3 separate regions of the Mus musculus genome follow, and all the other regions are linked to region 2. The links are chromatin contacts, called in public HiChIP or PLAC-seq and promoter capture Hi-C maps. All regions are on one chromosome and are shown on one strand. The core of a region is the stretch at or near the end of the contact, and the rest is flanking DNA. Distances in the headings are between cores, read along the strand shown. Region 1 has its middle 32 kb from the start of Gm38811. Region 2 holds the start of Hoxa9 (homeobox A9). Region 3 overlaps Skap2 (src family associated phosphoprotein 2).

The links. Promoter capture Hi-C pulls out the DNA fragments that hold promoters and counts their contacts. HiChIP or PLAC-seq counts read pairs in DNA pulled down with a chosen protein or histone mark.
Region 1: a promoter capture Hi-C map of hematopoietic stem and progenitor cells shows a contact between it and region 2, with 2.4 times the contacts expected there. The contact joins the enhancer-like site here to the promoter of Hoxa9 in region 2. A contact is called at or near these places in 7 of 39 promoter capture datasets (the 3T3-L1 cell line, 3T3-L1-derived adipocytes, hematopoietic stem and progenitor cells and 3 more), 2 of 484 Hi-C or Micro-C datasets (the C2C12 cell line and embryonic fibroblasts), 4 of 115 datasets of contacts at active chromatin or transcription factors (acute myeloid leukemia, embryonic stem cells, neural tube and 1 more) and 3 of 9 other capture datasets (embryonic stem cells, liver and macrophages).
Region 3: an H3K4me3 HiChIP or PLAC-seq map of stem cell-derived neural progenitor cells shows a contact between it and region 2, with 22 read pairs. The contact joins the enhancer-like site here to the promoter of Hoxa9 in region 2. A contact is called at or near these places in 3 of 39 promoter capture datasets (the C10 cell line, the HPC-7 cell line and neural stem cells), 7 of 115 datasets of contacts at active chromatin or transcription factors (acute myeloid leukemia, bone marrow-derived macrophages, embryonic forebrain and 4 more) and 3 of 9 other capture datasets (adipose tissue, liver and macrophages).

Annotation. Positions count from the first base shown.
Region 1 is chr6:51,741,279-51,745,324 of GRCm38.p6, forward strand. No RefSeq gene overlaps it. Among named protein-coding and RNA genes, the nearest start is that of Gm38811, 32 kb to the left of the region's middle. Within about 2 kb of position 2,178, at least 17 of the 459 cell types and tissues checked have an H3K27ac peak or open chromatin away from gene starts, as enhancers often do. A contact at or near this core is called in hematopoietic stem and progenitor cells, where this site is marked.
Region 2 is chr6:52,224,747-52,228,898 of GRCm38.p6, forward strand. It overlaps Hoxa9 (homeobox A9), which reads right to left and starts at 2,624. Exons shown (of 2, transcript NM_010456.3): 1 at 782-2,624. The coding sequence starts at 1,358. It overlaps Gm52902 (a long non-coding RNA gene), which reads left to right and starts at 2,758. Exons shown (of 2, transcript XR_003956434.1): 1 at 2,758-4,152.
Region 3 is chr6:51,942,362-51,946,484 of GRCm38.p6, forward strand. All of the region lies in intron 4 of Skap2 (src family associated phosphoprotein 2), which reads right to left. Among named protein-coding and RNA genes, the nearest start is that of Skap2, 68 kb to the right of the region's middle. Within about 2 kb of position 2,715, at least 8 of the 459 cell types and tissues checked have an H3K27ac peak or open chromatin away from gene starts, as enhancers often do. A contact at or near this core is called in stem cell-derived neural progenitor cells, where this site is marked.

The DNA of each region.
Region 1 (4,046 bases), core at 928-3,427, 480 kb before region 2:
CTGCCCAGTGGCTGGCATACAAAAGTTACCTGATATGTTAGTTGACAGAAAGACAGGACCAATGAATGTGTAGAGGGATGGGATCTGCCTTGAGGTCACCAGGTGGGGACTAGCTAGACTCAGCACTCAAGGCCATGGCTGCTAGACCCCCAGGTGGGAGTTCTTCCAAGAAATGAAAGAATTTCTTTTGTTAATGGATGTAGAGATAATGCCCCAGTGTTGCCGCTGCCGTGGTGGAAGGAGCCCAGCCCTTACACAGACAGTGGGCAAAGTCCCCAAAGTGTTACTCTGTGACTTAGAAGTCTGTCTCTGAGACGGCCTGTAGAGAGAGTGGGCGAGATGGTGCAGAAGGAAGGGGTCAGGGGTCGTGTAAGAAATTCTTTTCTTAAATGAAAAGCCCAAATAAAGTAAATAAATGAAAACATAAATCACAGTGTCTTCTCCAGGCTCCTGGCTACAGGAAAACAAATTAGAAGTGGGCTTGAATGAAGAAGCTTGGCTTGAATTAAGTGCTTATATATTTTCAAAGCACTTTGTTGGTTTCTGTAAAAATAGCAAATAAAAAGGTAATAATATCCCCTAGCCCTTCGAGGCAAACGCTGGTGATAGAGTAAGCTTGGGCAGTGGTGTGGGGGTGGAGGATTTAAGGGTCCACGCTTCAGCAGCGGGGAAGGAAAGTATTCGCTTTAGAAGTGTCTGCCTTCCTCCCTTAATAATTCATGACGAGGTGCTACATTTCCAAACAGATATCGTGTGTCTTTCTTACAGCACCCACTTTCCTCCTAAAATGGCCCCAAATGAAACTGAAGGACGCAACTTGAAGTTTTTATCCCTGTGACAGCTCACCTCCAGGAGCTGCTTCAGGGCTTTCAAGTCCTTATGGTTTGAGGCATGTTTTATAATCCCTTTATTCATAGTCGGAGAAATGTTAATAAAGATGATTAAAGCCAGCACCATCCACCACAGGAATCAAAATGACCCGCTGTGTTATTAATTTAAAAATAAGAGCTAACTGGAGAACTTGGTTGCTTTTGTAAATGTTCACAAGCCGGGGCATTGAGGCTTCTCAAAACAGTGGTAGGAGAAAATAGCACTGGAAAAGTTAGCAGGGGCTGGGGGAACTTTCCCCTCGTGAAGGAAGGCTTAGGGCCTTTTGTTGGGAAGTGGCAGGTGGGTTGTACAATTCCAGTGTAATTTCAGAAAGCCATCTTTTGAACATAATAAACATGCCTGCAATAATAGGATTCAGAAAATAGCAAAATGCGTTCCAGACGCCCTTTGATTGTGCATATAGAACAGAGAGTTTAGCTATAATTGGCTATAACACAGTTATGGACAGCAAATGACACACCGTGGAGTTGGGCAATGTGCAATTCTGATTAGAGATGGTGTGTTTCAGACAAACGCCACAAATACAGCAGCGGCAGGTACATAGTGACATAGCAACCCCTCCCCCACCTTCTCCCCTCCCCCTTCCTGTTTAATGAAATCATAAATTAGACCAGAAAACTTATTCTATTATTTTTTCAACTGATCAATTGACAGCCAATACAGCATTTTCTTCAGAGGGTACAGCTGTGTGAGAGAGGGAAGTGGGAGCCCACGGAGAATTGACTTTTGGAGAACTAGATGTAATTTGAATCAAGAATTATAATGGGAAATAAACCATTACAATAAACAAGGAAACATGTACACAATTACTTTCATGCTGTAATTTTATTCACTCTAGTTGAGAAAATAAAGAGATAATACTGACCGTAGCACCTGGGTATTTAATGCAAACTGTAAAATCTATTATATTAAACAAAGTCAAAAGCAATGTGAAAGATCTTGAATCTATTCAAGGCATGCACCTCATTACAGACTTAGCAAATTAAAACACAAATAGGATTAGAAAAGAATAATGTAACAATCTCCCACCAGGTCCCTAGAGCATTAAGTCATAAATTGGGTTTGCATTAAATTGTGCCTGCAGTATTGAATTCAGGGAAAGAGCTGTGGGCTGGAGATAAACCATGCCGGGCTACTCACCAACTTTGGCAAAGCTATGTGTTTTCCGAGACGTGCGGTAAATTTGTTAGACTAAAACAGCTCCAAAGAAAGAAATTGAGCACTTCATATCTCAATTTAAAAACGTCCCGTGCCCTGCCATATGTGGTCTAAGCAGATAAAAACGTAGACACGCTCCCGTGTGAATCGGAGCTGTGCTTGCTGGGAGATCGTGGAGACATTTTACTTCCTGTACTGTGTAATCCAGGGCACATTTTAGACAAAACAAATGAAACTGTTCGACGTAGTTGCTAATGGATTTGCTTTTGCTTTTTGTTTGTTTGGTCTGTAGACGCTGAAACGGAGTCTCCAGATGGACCTTCCCTTTAATTCTGCAGGAAGCCTAGACCTTGCTGATTCTGGCTGACCCATAGAAAAATGTATAGGGCATTTTAAAAAAGTAAATAAATATTCTTAAGCCAATCTTAAAAGTGGCTCTCACTTCCATAAGTGAGGCATTCCTCTAATTATGATGTGCTGTGAGGATTTGTTTTTCTCACCTCTGGCTAAGAGAGGCGAGGTCGGGAAAAGAGAACTTGTTCCAGTTTTCTATGTCATCCACAGAAGAAGTCTCAGGCCTTAATTTCTCTGTTGGCCACAACGGGCTGGCAGAGTATGCAGAGCACCTCTGGCTGTTAGCCCTCTTTTCTTAAGATCATTTTCAGGTATGGAATAGCATTGGTTTTCTCTTCCTTGACTTCTTAAGGCTGTGATGAGAAATAAAGAGGATTATGTGAAAGGCCTAGGAAATACTAGTTTAAAAAAATACACGACTCCCTGATTTCACCCATAAGTGACATTTGCAAGATGTCCTGAGCAAGCATAGGCTGCTATGCTGGGTGTGCCGGCCTCCTCTGGCTCAGAGGAGCACATGGAGCCTTAATGATGCAGGAGGTAGGACCTCCTTCCTCCCTTGTACCGTTTTTTTCTAGTGAGCTCGGGGCTCTGACCACTTTACCTCCCAGCCTTTGCAGCTGGCTGGCCTGCCCTCTAGATGATATAGGCTTCTACATCCCACTTTTGTAGAAGACAGTCTGTTTAAAACTGCACTCTCTATTTTCAAAAGCTTATTTGAAAGTCTAAATGGCTCCCATTTTGGCTTTAGTGAGACAAATACGGGGGCTAAAATACTCCGTGCCCCTTGAGGGTGAAAGATGCATAAGGCCCGCTGGAATTTCCAGAGCCAAAGTCTGTGCTTCTCACAGTGGCAATTTTTCTGCCACGTTATTTATGTGGTGGTTTTACTTCTAATTATGGCTCATCATGGCTGTTAGTGCTGAGCAGTAAGAGACCAAACTGCATTGTACTGCCATTTAACTCCAGCCCATAAAATGGGTGATAAAGCTGAGGGATTGAAAACCAAACCAGCCCCCCCCCCCAAAAAAAAAGCATAACTTTCTGTGACAAACTCACATCCATTTCTGCCTGTCTGAGGGTGGGTGCCTCGTCAGGAGGAAATGCACTGGTGGGCTGGTGACTTCTGAGGCCCTGCAGTCTCAGATTTCTGTGCGGGCTTACTCTCAAGCCATCTCCTGTTGTAGGAAAAACAACCCCAGAACCCCCAAATAATTAACACCTGACAGACTTTACCAGAATCAACCTATTTTGTTGTTTGCCAGCTAAGGACAGCAAGTAGATGTTACTTAATGTAGAAAAAATAAAAGGCCTTTTGTTTTCAATTTTGACTACTTTATTTTATTTTATTTTATTTTTTGCTGATAAGAAGAATGCCGTGTGTGTGTGTGTGTGTGTGTGTGTGTGTGTGTGTGTGTGTGTGTATAAACACAGAAGATAAATGGCTGGGATGAGAATGAGTTGGCCATAACCTGATTAAAGCCATCGAGCTGGCTCCTAGGAGAACCACAGAGGGCTTAATGATTGGGTTGTTGTTCTTAATATGTCTAATGTTGACTCTTAAAGAAATCAAGAAAAATGTTAAGGGGTTCCTGGTATTTCACTGTAGCAGTGAGCTCTTCCCTGACAGAAACAAACAAACA
Region 2 (4,152 bases), core at 1,374-3,873:
ATGAAATCTGGAAACCATTTTTTTTTTTTTTTTTTTTGCCAGCAAAGAAAAGAGCAGGCTGCCCTGAGTTCTTGTGGCAAGCTTAACCTCTCCCACCTCTCTTTTCCTCTCTCTTTCCCTCTCTTCCCCTCTCTCTCCAACTGTCTTCCTTTCCCAGCTTCCTTGCAACTGTCCCCACTCTTTATTTGACCTTCCCGGAAGGCCGTGGGAACTCCACGGAAGGCAGGATGCCCCAGGGCCTTTGATCACATCTCCACTTTATTTGAATAAATCTGGCAAAGGGACCCAAAGCCCGCATCCTCATCTTGGGCAGGATTTCCGCCGCCACCTTCCAAAAGCAAGAAATGGAGGGAATCTGAGGTCTCCCCAAACTTCCCGGGTCAGATTGCCCGACTGACGTTGCTGCCACAGTTTGTGAACAATCTAGCTGCACAAAAGACTTCTCTGCGCTGCTTTCGAAGAACCGCCCAAAGTCTGTCTGTCCTAGGCCAGGGCAGCTTAGGAGAGGGGCGGCGGGTCTCCGCTCTACTCGCCCGCCCGCCCCGCCCCCTCACTGCAGCAGCCTCCTCCCTTTCCCCTAGCCGGCCCGGGTGCTCCACACAGTTCTCTGGACTTGGGGCCCCTATCAGAGGTGTTCCAAACACCAACTTCTGGTTCTCGGACCCTAGATCCAGAGGCACCCATCGAGGACGAAGGCAGGCTCCAGAGAAAGCTGACGCGCTGGTAGATCCTGGTGGCCTGCGTGGAGGCAGCGGCCGGTTTGCAGGAAGGAGACACTTACTGGGATCGATGGGGGGCTTGTCTCCGCCGCTCTCATTCTCGGCATTGTTTTCGGAGAAGGCGCCTTCGCTGGGTTGTTTTTCTCTATCAACTGGAGGAGAACCACAAGCATAGTCAGTCAGGGACAAAGTGTGAGTGTCAAGCGTGGGACAGTCACCCCTTCTGGCCGAGAGCGGTTCAGGTTTAATGCCATAAGGCCGGCTGGAGGGTAAGCCCGCGAAGGAGAGCGCACCGGGCGTGGGTTCCAGCCAGGAGCGCATATACCTGCCGTCCGGCGCCGCCGCCGCCACGGGCGCCTGGGGATGCACGTAGGGGTGGTGGTGGTGATGATACACTGCAGCAGGCACCGCATTGGCGCCCGCCGCGTGCACTGGGTTCCACGAGGCACCAAACACCGCCGCCTTGGACTGGAAGCTGCAAGGACTGAAGTCGGGGTGTTCGGCCAGAGCTGCCGCCTGCCTTGGGGGTTGACCCAGGGTCCCTGGAGCGTAGCGTCCCGCACCCAGCTCATCAGCAGCGTCGGCGCCCAGCAGGAAGGAGTCCACATAGTAGTTGCCCAGGGCCCCGGTGGTGGCCATTGCAGTAGCCCGCGCCTGGCCGGCCCAGCCCGACCCGCCGAAATTATGAAACTGCAGATTTCATGTAACAACTTGGTGGCACCAGGGGGGGGTGAAGTACAGTCACCTAATAAGTTGCCGGCGCCCGCGCCCCCATTGGCCACGCGCGTCACGTGTCCGCCCGGCAGAACAATAACGCGTAAATCACTCCGCACGCTATTAATGGCCCGGTGTTTTGCAGTCATAATTTTTATAGCAAAAGCCATATGTTTTTATGCAAAGGGATCGCGCAGCTCCACGATCTGGTTTGTTTTAATTGTGGCCAACGAAGATTAAAAGATCAAATCTGGCCTTGCCTCTGTACTCTCCCTTGCCACCCCCCCAACACACACACATACCAGACACACACACTTCTTAAGCGGACTATTTTATATCACAATTAATCACGCCATCAGGAAGGCGCGGGTCCCGCGTGTGAGCACGGCCAGCAGAGCCCCTCACATAAAATTAGACAATAATTGAAGCCATAAAAAAGCAGCCAAATCGCATTCTCACTCTACTGTATTTAAATCTATATTTATGATATTTCATAAGGAGTTATTGTTTCGGAAGCCACACAGGCTGGTGGAAAGTCAGGAGCGACCAACAGATTCGTTTGCCTCGCTGTGGCTCCCTGTAAAAATTTATGAGGACTTGGAAAGGTTAAATTAGACTGTTGTGTTTGGTTGGTGAATACCCTGTAAATAATCCTTGCAGTCCTCAGAGATGTGAGCCCCCCGCCCGCGCGCGCCCCCAGGGCCGGCCTAGAAAAGTCAAATACAAGGCTCTCTCCACCTCAAACAGAGTGACCACCGCCCCTGTCGCGACGCACCGTCGATGATACAACCACCTAAAATGGGCTACCGACCCTAGTCAGACTGGAAAGCCAGCCAGGCGCTTGCACATCGGCCAGATCACCCTTGCTCCACAGGGAAGGCCCCACAGAGCAACCAGAGCAACCGCCAAGGAGAGAACTGCCAACCCTCAAGGGTTTGTGTCACAAACGCCCTGATTGTGTCACAAGCGCCCTGGCCCACTTCTTTGAGCACAAACTGCCCAGCGAATTTTATTCCCTAGCCAGCGGGTTCTAAGCTCCATCATCTGTATGCCTAGTCCCGCTCCCCAGACTGGAGATGGGGAAAATCGCCAGTCAACATCAAGAGGTGTTTGTCTTGCTGAGGGGTCACCTCGCCTAGTTTCTGGGCCCTGTATGAACCGCTCTGGTATCCTTCCCTCTTCTGTTTTTTCCTCCTATTCCTCTATCACCCCACTTTTTTTCCCCTTCCTTCCCATTCCCCTTTTCCTTCTTTTGTTACTCCCCTCCCTCCCTTCCTCTCTTTCCCCCCCGCCCCCATCTCCAGCGCCCCTGCCTTGGTTATCCTTGAAACAGAACAACAGAGATCCCATAGTCAAACTACAGCTCAAGTCCAGTGCTACAAATTAACCCGGGAGGAACACTGGACATTGACTTTAATCTCATCCTTTGGTCAAATGGAGGATGTTATTTTTCACCCCTTAGAATCTTTGGGAATAAGAGAAAAAAAGTGAGAAGGCCACAGCCACTGTTGTTAATGGGAGGGGCGGTGGCCCCATCCCAATCTGGAACACAAAGCAACAGCTCTTAGAAACTGTGTAATTAAATTCACGTGTGAATTTTGTGCCTTCCAAGAGTATGTTTCTCATTACTTCACTATCCACAAAAATGCTGACCCGAGACATTTCCATCTTTGTTTTTGCTTTCTTCCTCAGAAATAGTTCAAGGAGACACTTTCCAACGCTCTGACAGATTCCCCCAAATATTAGGCTCTCCACCAGAGAGGGGCTGGGAAGCTCCCGGGATCCACACCCCCTCGCTTGTCGGCAGGAAGAAGAAAGTGGTCAGCGCCAGGAACTGGATGTGGCCTGTCCTGACTGCCTCAGTCCCCTCCCCCTAATATTTTTCCTTTCCCTGCAAATTCCTCCAAGACACACACACCCCCAACACAACCCAAGGTGTTCTAAATATCCGGTAGTCCTCTGAGGTTCAGGTTTTCATTAAAGCAATAACCCAGGAGTATAACTCTGCTCTTAATTGTAATAGTAAATGGTAGAGTATTCCTGGCTGACTTTTTCATTTTTTGTATTCAGAGAAGATATGTATCATCACCATCATCATTAATATCATTAATATTTATTAATTTAAAATACTTTTAAAACTTTAGTCTCAAAACAGAAAAATTACAAAGAATTAGGTACTGAGTATTAAGCAGCTGTTTACATGTGGCCCAAAAGGGGGAAAATTCATAAAAGGAGATATTGTCCTTGTGAGTCTAGAAACATGATCCTAAAGTATACAGGTTTTTATTTCTGCTTTCTTTTGGATGAGTTGTATACACATCTAGAAATAATAAATGGATGCAACCACACAACACCTCATGCTCAACTGAGAATCTTCCAAAAACGTTGGTCTTTGAAATAAGCCCAGTACCCGGATGCAGAAAATGGCAGAGAAGAGTTGGAGGGAGCCTGGAGTACTGGTCACTCAGATAACAGGTTGTTGGCTGAGCAACGAAAACAATTCCCGGGCATCAGCCTGAGCCGGGAAGGGAAACAGAGTTCTGTGGTCTCAGGCAGTGCCTGTGTTGTTGGGGGTGGGGAGAGGGTGGTTTGTTTCAGGTTTCTGTATTAAGAGTCGTTAGGCTGGTTTTCTTAGATTACAATTTAGTACCAGTGCCCCAGTTTGTGCCCTCCCTGATCTTGAATTTGGGATTGTTTTCACTCATTTAAAATATATTGG
Region 3 (4,123 bases), core at 1,465-3,964, 280 kb before region 2:
AGAAGGACCAAACCACATGCACAGGCACAGACTCTTCTGCTGGCTCGCAGGGTGGTAGTGTTTGTCAAAGTAAGGCCATTAAGGTAAGCGTATAGCCAAGCCAGCAAGATCACTCCGTGAGGAAGGGTGTTTTCCATTTGGCCTGAAAACGTTCCATCCCTGGGTCCCACACAGGAATGGGAAAACTAACTTTGACAAGTTGTCCTTTGATCTCCCAACAGGTGAACAAATATACACACACGCACAAATAAATAAATACAATCTTTTAATAATATACAACTGAGTATCTAAAGTGCTTGCAAGAAGCAGCCATTCAATCTGATAAATACTGGAACCTAAATATACTAAATACGGTAGGTTAACAGAATGTCACCAACATCCAAACTGTCCTATAAAGACAAACAAGGTACCTGCAGAAAAGAGAAGAGTACAGAAGAGTAACATGAGGCATAAAAGGGATTATGAAGAAAAAAATGAGAAATAGCCTAAGTTGTCATGTATACTATTTTATAACTCAACAGTTATAAATGAACTGTTTAAACAGACTGTGGAGTGTATAACTCTAAGACAAGCATGTGTCAGCACAGTGATCCATCAGTGTCAAGGTCTACTACAGAAAGGGATACCGAATCCTCATGATAACCCTGAGCCAATGTTTGAGCACTAAGACAGGAATCAGAACACAGCCACACTGTGAGACCTATAATGGCAAGTCTAAAGTTTTGTCTATGAGAAAATCATCACAGGCAAATAAGACCTCCCTTCTTTTTAAAACTAGGAGAAAACATCCTAGGGAGATGGCTTTAACATTCGAAAGAAGATGGGTGAGGTTAGCCTAGGCTCCCTGGGGAAAGTAAGAGAGTTAACCTCTATGGAGCCTCAGTTTGAATACCTTCTTTATGTGGTTGCTTTGAAGATTAATTGAGATGATTTAAGTAAAGTTTGGATCAATATTTGGCAGTCTTCTGGGTACCTCAAGGTCCCTGCTCTAGAATTCTACTATCAGCCAGAAATGCATGTTCAGCTGTATCAAAAACAACAAAGAACTCTATACTCATTCACGAACAGATTGTTTATCATTGCACTCATTCCTTATTCTACACTGTACCTGTAAGAGGAGAGCACAATGGTCACCATGGTCTCAAGAGTCAGGTCTGGCTTTCCAGTTCCTGTCCTGCCACTCACTAGCAGGTAACTTCAGGAAATTTCATTATATTAAAAAATGTATCTAATACATCTAAAAGAATTCATTTTGTGGTTAAAGATAACAAAATTATAAAATCTATAAAATAAATTATATATAGTATATACTCTATGTCCATATAATCTGTAACAAATTTAAAGCAAAATTAATTTACTGCCCCTCAAATATTTGATACAATAAAGAATCAAAACAAATTAATGAATTTCAGTGGTGTGCACTGTCAACATCAAAAGTAGTTTTAAAAGTCATTTCTTTTGAGACTGTATAATGTCTGTCATGGTAACTAAGGCATTCTAAACTTGTCTACAGTTTCAAAGGACTTAAGAAGTTAAATTCACTTATTAATTGAAATAAAGTAGTGAGTCATAAATTTTAATGGATGCTAATATTCAATTGTTTTAAAATAGTCTACATAACAGAGGCAGTGAATGTTCTTTGTTAGATTATGAATCAAAACATGAATTTGGTATAACTGATTCCAAGAACTGTGGGTGAAGCTGGTGGTAGAGTGTTTGCCTACCCAGGCCTAAAGGCCATCTCTAGAACTCAGGAAAAAGATGTCTATCTAACAGATGGTCAATTTCTAAAATATTAAGAATTACCATCAACTGAATATTAAATGTCTTTAAGAATTGTAAGAATGTTTCTATGATCATTTTCCCCAGAAAGAACACAGCCTTTGACCTTATAGTATTACCATATACTTTGAAATAATAAATGAGCACCTTTAATTTTATAAGTAGTTCTGCGTCACATGTCACAAAAATCTGAAGCCTTATAATTATCAATGAAATTTAATAAAGATAAAATGTGACTATTTCCACTGTTATCAAATGTTCCAATTAATATCCAAGACAAAAAAATTTCCATTTTTCTATAACACTCAATTAGATAATCCTATGACAGAGCACGTCATACAATTCTATAAAACAGTGTTTCAATTGAACTCTGCTTCTTAGTGGTATTTGGAGGCAAAACTTTCACATTGGCTACTCTATACTGTTGTAAAAACAAGACTTACACTGAAGAATCTGTTCAAGAACATGGTCAAAATCTAAGTTCTAATGTATATCAAGCAGTAGCTGCATGGGAAATCAAGCAATGAAGGGCTGAATTTATTTAAGGAGGCAGGAGAGCTGCAGGCCTTCTTATGAATGTTGGAAGATAGTAAGCATTTAGAATAAATATTGATGACTTATGAAAGGGGCTAGCCTATAAAAGTAAAGAGTTATGTGAAAGAGAAGTAAAAGATTATGATTAGAAGAGCTTTAAAAACAAGCAGAGGAGCCTGGACTTGATTCAGTGGGCAATCTGCCACTCCTGGAGGATCTGAGGAAGCAAATGATTCTATCAATGTACTATTTCATAAAATCAATCTGGCAGGGTAGAATTAGAAACATAAAAGGAATTTGAGAGGGCTTTTAGTTTAGGAGGCAGCTACAGTATTTCACTGTGATGAGGTCTCATACCAAACAGTAGCACTGAGAGTAGATTGCTTTTATTCATTCATTACACAGAGATTTACTGAGGGCCTGTTACATGGTGGGCACTGTGCCATGCATGAAGATCACAAAAGTAAACAAGTCTCATGGCCCCTTAGTGGTGGAACTTACAATAATATAGTCAGGAAGATAGGCAGAAAAGGTACACAAAACCTCATGAACTTACAAATTGTGGTAAGCGAGTAACAGAAAATAAAAAGGATGCAGAGCCACGAGGGGCAGAAAAGCCATGTGGGGTCTCAACTCAGGAAGGAGGTCTGTGGGGTGACGACAGAAGCTGAAACCAACATAGAAACACAAGGAGTGGTTTTCGGCACAAACAACAATACAGTTAAAAGTGGAGAAATCTTGTTTCACTACAAACCCTAAAACAAGGTGAGTGAGGGCACTGGGTCAGGAGGGAAAGGACACACAACATGGGTCAGACTGTAGGAGGGAAGGACACACAACATGGGTGAGACTGTAGGAGGGAAGGACACACAACATGGGTGAGACTGTAAGAGTGAAGGACACACAGCAAGGGTAAGACTGTAGGAGGGAAGGACACACAGCAAGGGTGAGACTGTAGGAGGGAAGGACACACAGCAAGAGTGAGACTGTAGGAGGGAAAGGACACACAACATGGGTGAGACTGTAGGAGGGAAGGACACACAGCAAGGGTGAGACTAGGAGGGAAGGACACACAGCAAGGGTGAGACTATAGGAGGGAAAGAACACAAAACATGGGTGGGACTGTAGGAGGGAAAGGATACACAGTACAGGTGAGACTGTAGGGGCGAGGGCACTGGGGCAGGAGGGAAGGACACACAGCAAGGGTGAGACTGTAGGGGCGAGGGCACTGCGTCAGGGAGGGACCCAAGCACCACTGGATCAGGTAAGCCTTTCAGTCAGCCTCCTAAGAATTAGGATTTGAAGTTAAGGGTATAAGAAGTTACTTGAGGATATTGACTTACAAGTGGCAAAAGTAGTTGAAAACAACTACAAGGAAAAATTATTGAATAGGTCAGAAGCTAAAAATAAACAACAAAAATCACATTTGAGGTCTGCTTTTACAGTACCAAATACTTGCTGCACTTGGTGATAAACACTGTAATCCAGAATTTAGGAACCAGAAACAAGAGGATTACGTCACTGCCTGTGACTTAAAGGCCAGCCTGGTCTGCACATGGAATGAGCTCCAGGTCCATTAGGGCTACACATAGAGACCCTGTTTCCAAATTTTAAAATAGGAATAAAGAGATGGTCAGTGACTAAGAGCACTGGCTGCTCTTGCAGAGGCTCTGGGTTCAGTTCTTAGCCCCCACACAGCAGCTCACAACTGTCTGTGACTCCAGTTTCAGAACTGATGCCCTCTTCTGACCACCTCAGGCACTGTATGCACATGATGCACATACATACACGCATGCAAATTAAACAC